Regions from separate parts of the Pan troglodytes genome. Here region 2 is linked to region 1. A link is a contact called in public HiChIP or PLAC-seq data. All regions are on one chromosome and are shown on one strand. The core of a region is the stretch at or near the end of the contact, and the rest is flanking DNA. Distances in the headings are between cores, read along the strand shown.

The links. HiChIP or PLAC-seq counts read pairs in DNA pulled down with a chosen protein or histone mark.
Region 2: a contact with region 1 is called in an H3K4me3 HiChIP or PLAC-seq map of stem cell-derived excitatory neurons, with 4 times the contacts expected there. The contact joins the promoter of TMEM275 here to the promoter of EFCAB14 in region 1. A contact is called at or near these places in 3 of 7 Hi-C or Micro-C datasets (blood, induced pluripotent stem cells and stem cell-derived neural progenitor cells) and 1 of 1 datasets of contacts at active chromatin or transcription factors (stem cell-derived excitatory neurons).

Annotation. Positions count from the first base shown.
Region 1 is chr1:184,241,340-184,244,535 of NHGRI_mPanTro3-v2.0_pri, forward strand. It overlaps EFCAB14 (EF-hand calcium binding domain 14), which reads left to right and starts at 1,574. Exons shown (of 9, transcript XM_016962440.4): 1 at 1,574-2,846. The coding sequence starts at 2,662.
Region 2 is chr1:184,415,585-184,418,780 of NHGRI_mPanTro3-v2.0_pri, forward strand. TMEM275 (transmembrane protein 275) reads left to right here and starts at 1,737. Exons shown (of 4, transcript NM_001357066.1): 1 at 1,737-1,989; 2 at 2,266-2,510.

The sequences.
Region 1 (3,196 bases), core at 324-2,823:
TTCCAGTGTTTCCACCCCCAAACCCTCTCTTCTCTTCACACCTTTCATCTAATCTATCAGCAAAAATTGTCAGCTCTGTCTTCAAGAAACATCCAGAATGCTCTCCATCTCTGCTACTGCCTCTCTAATCTATCAGCATCATCTCTAGCTGGACTGTAACAAACTGCTCTCCTGTGTTCCTCACTCTCCCCCCACTTTTTTCTACAAAGTAGCCAGAGTAATTTTTTCCTTTATTTTATTTTATTTTATTTATTTATTTATTTATTTTTGAGACGGAGTCTCGCTCTGTTGCCAGACTGAAGTGCAGTGGCGCAATCTCGGCTTGTTGCAACCTCCGCCTCCCGGTTTCAAGCCATTCTCTTGCCTCAGCCTCCCAAGTAGCTGGGATTACAAGCGCGCACCACCACGCCCAGGTAATTTTTGTATTTTTAATAGGGACAGGGTTTCACCATATTGGCCAGGATGGTCTCCATCTCCTGACCTTGTGATCCGCCCACCTCAGCCTCCCAAAATGCTGGGATTACAGGCGTGAGCCACCGCGCTGGCCCAGAGTGATTTTTTTTTTTTTTTTTTACGGAAAAGCCAGAGTATGCTACCTCTCAGCTTAAAGCCCCCAGTGCTTTCCCAAAGTCCTTTCAGTGATCCATAAGGCCCTAAAGCCCTTGCCTCATGCTTCTCTGACCTCATTTCCTATTACTCTGCTCCTTGCTCTTCTGGTCCAGCCACAACAGGTCTTCCTGGTCATTCCTTCCTGTAGCCACTGCACAGCTCATTCCCTCACCTCTCCTCCGATAAGCTGACTAAATGTTCCCTTTTCACAGAGGCACTCCCCATCACCTGACCGTGTTTCAATTTTCATCATAACACTTATCACTTCCTGACATTTAATATGTTTGCCTATTGTTGCTCTCCTCCCTCTAGAGTATAAATAAACTGCAGGAATAGATTGGCAGATAAGATACACGATGCTCAGTTAAACTTGCATTTCACATACACAATGAATAATTTTTTAGTGTGAGGATGTCCCAGATGTTGCATGGGATGTCTTAATGCTAAAAAATTGTTTGCTGTTTCTCTGAAATTCAAACTTTACTGGGTGTCCTACATTTTTATTTGCTAAATCTGGCAACACTATACAGGAAGACAAGGACCCTGGTTATTTTGTTCATGGCTGTATCCCCAGCGCTAGAACAGCTCCTGACACGTAGTAAGTAAGCTCTCAATAAATATTTATTGACTGAATGAATGTGTTAATTAATCTGAAACGCGCCTAAACTTTTAACAGCCTGTGTGAGAGTCAGAGAGGCGGAGCCTTCAGACTTGGTTAGTCCAGGGGGCCTGGGCGGCTGATGAACTTTCGAAGTAGGTCGAGCAGCCGGGCGCTTAGCCTGCCCCGCCCGCGCTCCGCAGGATGCAGGACTCCACCCGGCTCAGGTTCGCAGCAGGTCCCGGAAGCCCTCCTGGGGGCGGGGCCACCCTAATCGGCAGGTGGGACCCAGCCCCAGCCGGGGCAGGGCCCCTTTAACGCCCGACCTCTCCGCCACGACTTTCGCCCCGGCGTGACGTCACCCCAGCGGGCGACCAATGGGAGTGCGGCTTACTGGCAGGCGGCGCAGGCGGCCGCTGCCAAAGGGGAAGTGATCTGGGGCTGGAGCGATGGCCCGGGGCTGGAGCTCGCGGCCGCCGCCGCCGCCGCCGCCACCACCAACGCCAACAACAACGTGTCGGGAGCAGCCGCGGCCGAAGCCGGAGCAGGGGCCGGAGTCGCGGCTGGAGTGGGGCCTGCGCGTGTGAGTGGCCGAGAGTTGCCCGTGCCGGAGACCTCAAACTCCGGGCGGGAGCGCTTTCGGTCGGCGGAGCCGCCGTCGCCCGCGGCACCGTGTCCCCAAGGCCCAGACAGCGGGGCGGGGGTCTAGCAGGCGCGGGACTGGCTTCTCTCAGGCCGACCCTTCGAGCCGGGCTCCGGATCTTCCTCGGCCTCGGGCCCCCTTCACGTTCAGGACGGAGGCCGGAGAACGGTGATCATCACACACCCCAGCCGGCTTCCTGGCCCGGGCATTTTCTCTGCGGCCAAGCAGTGTTTGGATTGTAGCTGCTGGGAGCCCCCTCCTGCCGCCACCTCTCCTGCAAGGAAGGGACTGACGCGTTCCCACTTTCTTACTCTGCACCTCCCCACTCTCTTCCCATTCAAGAACGAGTTTCTCTTCCCTCTCCATTGGAAATCCTGCTCCGGAGGTCCAAAACACGTATTTTAAGCGTGCCCTTCCTCACCTCCTGGAGCACCCTTAGAAGTATTGCCTACTTATCCGGGCTGAGAATCCTTCATTTTTGACCTGGCTTTTTTTTCGCCCTTTGGGAGATAAAGGTCCCTCTCCACCCTCTACTAACACTCTGCACCCAAGGCCTTATCCTTTGGGGTCACCAGCTCCTTAGCCATTTCTATGTGATTTCCCCCACCCATCTGAGTTCCAGTTTCCTCTGGGCTCCAATCTCCAGTCCCTGGCGGATCTGGTCAGTCCCACCCCTAGGTGGGAGTGACCAGGGGGCTCTGGCCCAGGATTCCCAACCCTGGAAGGCAGCTCCAAGGCAGGAAGAGAATTGGGCGTCGGGTACGAACCTGGCAGCTCAGGAGTCGGGGCTCCACTCACCCCACACAAAAAGATGAAAAAGCGCAAAGAGCTCAATGCATTGATTGGTTTGGCTGGGGACAGCCGGAGAAAGAAGCCCAAGAAAGGCCCAAGCAGTCACCGCCTGCTTCGCACTGAGCCTCCCGACTCAGACTCTGAGTCCAGCTCCGAAGAGGAAGAGGAATTCGGTGTGGTTGGAAATCGCTCTCGCTTTGCCAAGTGAGTAGTGGTGAAAGGTGGAATGGGAAGAAGGCATCTCCTTGCACTACCAAGGGGCCACATTGACAGGAAGGAGAAAGGAAGTCCTTAGGAAGAAAAAAGGGTGTAGGCCTTGGAAGTCAAAGAGGGAAAAACGGTTTTAGGGAGAAGGTAAGTTCAGATCCTGAATGAAGAATAAGTTAGAGATCTGTCTTTAGGTGTAGAAAGAAAAGCTCCAAATCTGAGGTGGAAATGTGGACTTGGAGAATGTGCCAAGAGCCCAGGGAGTCCTAAAGAAGCAAAGAATGGAGACAGAGGAGCAGAGAAGCTTTGGGGACTAGACTTTTTAAAACAGTGTAGAACAAAGGAGA
Region 2 (3,196 bases), core at 487-2,986, 170 kb after region 1:
CAGATGACACCCCAGTGGATGTTGGAAAAACCAAAGTTTTCTGAAGCAGCAGAGTCCATCTCAGATGGGAAAGCTGAGGCCCCACTGGAAAAAGGACTCATCGAGTCCCATGGTGAAAGATCACGGGGCCAGGCCTGCAGCCAGGTCTCCTATCTCTCCCTATCCAAGGCCCTATCTTCTGCTGTCCTCTGCACAAGTGGCAGGGATCAGTTCTCTGACAACAGCGCGACAGACCTCCATGAAGGGGCTGCCTTCCACAAATGCTGGCCAGGTGTAGAGACTTCGGTTCCTTCAGCTGAGAGAAGCAACTTCCTCTCTTTGAATTGCCCTCCTCTCCACCCAGCTGCTGCCTATTCCCTGCCCCTTCTCCTTTCCTTCATTATCATCAACAATATCTCAGGCTGCTGGTCCCTCCTCAATCAATGAGGAGACCCTTCCTCCTATCCATTTTCGATCCTCACCTCAGTGCCCCAGAGATACCCCAGGGTGGAGGGGGTGGGAATGGGGGATGTGGAGACTGAGCTGTGGAGAGTGTGGTTCCCTCCCCCCTGCCCATCAACCCCTCTCAGCCATGCTCTCCCCAGGGTGGGGCTATGGAATCCCCCATGCCTGGCGGGGCCAGGCAGAGACAGATGCTGGGGACCAGGTGGAATAAATCAAGGAATGAAAGCATACAACGGCAAGAGCCATGTCCACTGGGGAAGAACTGGGTAAGGCTTCAAAAGACCCTTAAACTGAGTGGAAATTCTTGAGCCTGGGACTCTAGTTCCTCTTTTTCCCTGCAGTGGGCTTCCTGAAACATCTTCCCTCCAGCCCAGGTGAATATCCCAATACATCTTGCTCAAGTACATCCCCAACCTCAACCTCCCCACTCCCTCCCCGTGGTCACAGGAGTAGTCAATGTGGAGACATGTGGCTTCTCCCCCTCACACTTCGAGAAAAGGTGAGGTCAGGCCTAGCTGGCATGGGTGGTATGGTAGGTAGCGTTAGGGAGTAGAACCCTCCAATATTTCAGCATGGGACAGGGGCGTAGACAGGGACAGGTCCTTGAACCAAGCTCTTCCGGTGGTCTGTTCAAGAAATGAAATTGGTTCTTTCCAATAGCCATTCTCACACCAGGACTGTGACTGCGACTGTGCCCGGCCCTAGGCTGGGTGCTGAGAACACACAAGTGATCTAAAGGTGGGGAGTACTTGGTCCAAGCAGATTCCTTGAAGTCACATGCCTGCTGGGCCAACCTGGAGGAGGACTGCACAGGCTGGGGCTGGAGTCTGGAGATAAAACTCACATCCTGGTTCCCAGGGGCTGGGGCAAGAGGCCGTGGGGCCTTGAGCCTGGCTTTCCCCAGATGCAAAGGGAGGATATGGTAGCCCTCCCCCACAGGGCCACTGTCAGCATGAAGGCTGCCTGGCACACAGTCACATCGGGTAGGGTTTATGAATGGATGAGTAAACGAATGAAGGCAGAGGTTGGAGAGATGCTCTTTCAGCTGAACTCTTCCAGGGTCTGAAAAGTCAGCACACCTCTGTCCTCCCTCCCACACAGCCCAGCCTTGAGGTGGGCCTACTGCCCAGCACTTCCTCCCCAGCCCTCATCCCAAAAAGTTCCTACACACACCACCAGGAGATAGAGTCACTCCCTAGACAGGCTCATGTCCACACCCCTTTCTAGGGTGCAGGATTGGTGGTTGATTGGGAAAGGGGTGCTGAAAACAAGTCCATCCCTGGAAAAATCCCCCCTCCCCCGCCCCACAGCTCCAGCCCCGCTCCAGAAAGAAGAATCCATTTGAAGTTGAAGGCAGAGCCAGTTCGACTTGTACCCCTGCCCCCTGCCCTAGAGTGAGTTGCAATATATCCGTGCCTGGCTCTCGGAAAGTGCGGACGAGACGGTGTGGGTGGGCTAGGAGTTATTTGCAAGGGTGCTTGCAAACCGCGAAGCCTAGAGGAGAACGGGAGAAGGACGGAACCGAGCGGAGAGGGGAGATGTATGGTAAGAACCCCGCTCGCCCCGGGTTGAAGGGGAGCTGTGGGTCGGCGGTCAACGCTTGAAGGAGAGGGGTTCCGGGTGGCGGGAGGCGGCTGGGGACCCGCGCAGGCCAGCGCGCCGGCCCCTCCCAACCCATCGCTGCCGCCGCCGGGGCTGCTCCAAGGGAGCCAAGCGGAGTGGGAGCGGGTCTGCGCGTCTCTGCCCTGCGCGCAGGGGCGGGGGGGCCCAGGACGGGGGGCCCAGGACGGGGCACCCTTTCCCACCCACCTGCTGATCTAGGATCTCCAAGCGGCTCGGCCCAGGACACCGCCTGGAAACCCAGCCGCGTGGGAGAGGGCGACCCCACCTCCAACCCCCTTGCTGTGCGCCGGCCCAGCCCCTAGAAGTCAGCGGACGGCGGAGGAGGTGGCCCGGCCTCTCTCTTGGTGGTCCTGCGCTCTCGGGGTCCTTCCTTCCTGCTGACCCAAGGTGCTCAAGGGTCAGCCGGGTCGGACCCGCAGGGGAGTGTCCACGGACGGGCTCAGGCAAGTGAAGGAGCTGGGGGACGCTGGCGGGAGGGGGCTGAGGGGACGCTTACCTGAACTGGGGGAGAGACTCCATCCAGCCTGAGCTCCAGGAGACAGGAGCAGTGCCCAGACAAGTGGTCAAGAACCTGTAGCCGTGAGAGGACAGGGGTGAGAAAGATAGAGAGGGAGCAGGAGAAGGGGAGACACTCCGCAGGCACTGGCCGCTGGCTCGGGGGTTCCTCTGCTCCACTCTGACCCCGCCCTGCTCTGAGCTGGGTAGGACTCTGCCCTAGAATCTCACCTGCCCCCTCCACATCCTCCCCAAGGCCCAAAGTGAGGAGGGGATGGGAGAGAAGAGAGCACAGAGCAACTTCAAATCCAAGAGACAGGGGAAGCCAGGAGGGCAGAAAACACCTCTCTGACCAATGCCTCCCCCACCATTTATTTAACCAGTATTCACTGGGCCATTTATTTAACCAATATTCACCTGGGGAGTGGCAGGCACCGCTCCTCCCCCCGTCCCCCGCTGGGGATACTGCAACAAACAAGGTGGACATAATCTTGGCCCTCAAGGAAGATGGCTGGGGCCTGCAGACCTGGACACAGGAGTCATGGCACCATGAGGGTATCGGGAGTTTAAGAGCCCTGATTTGTAGAGTTTTGGAAATCTGAAAGAAGGAAGGAAGGAAGCAGCATCCCAGCTG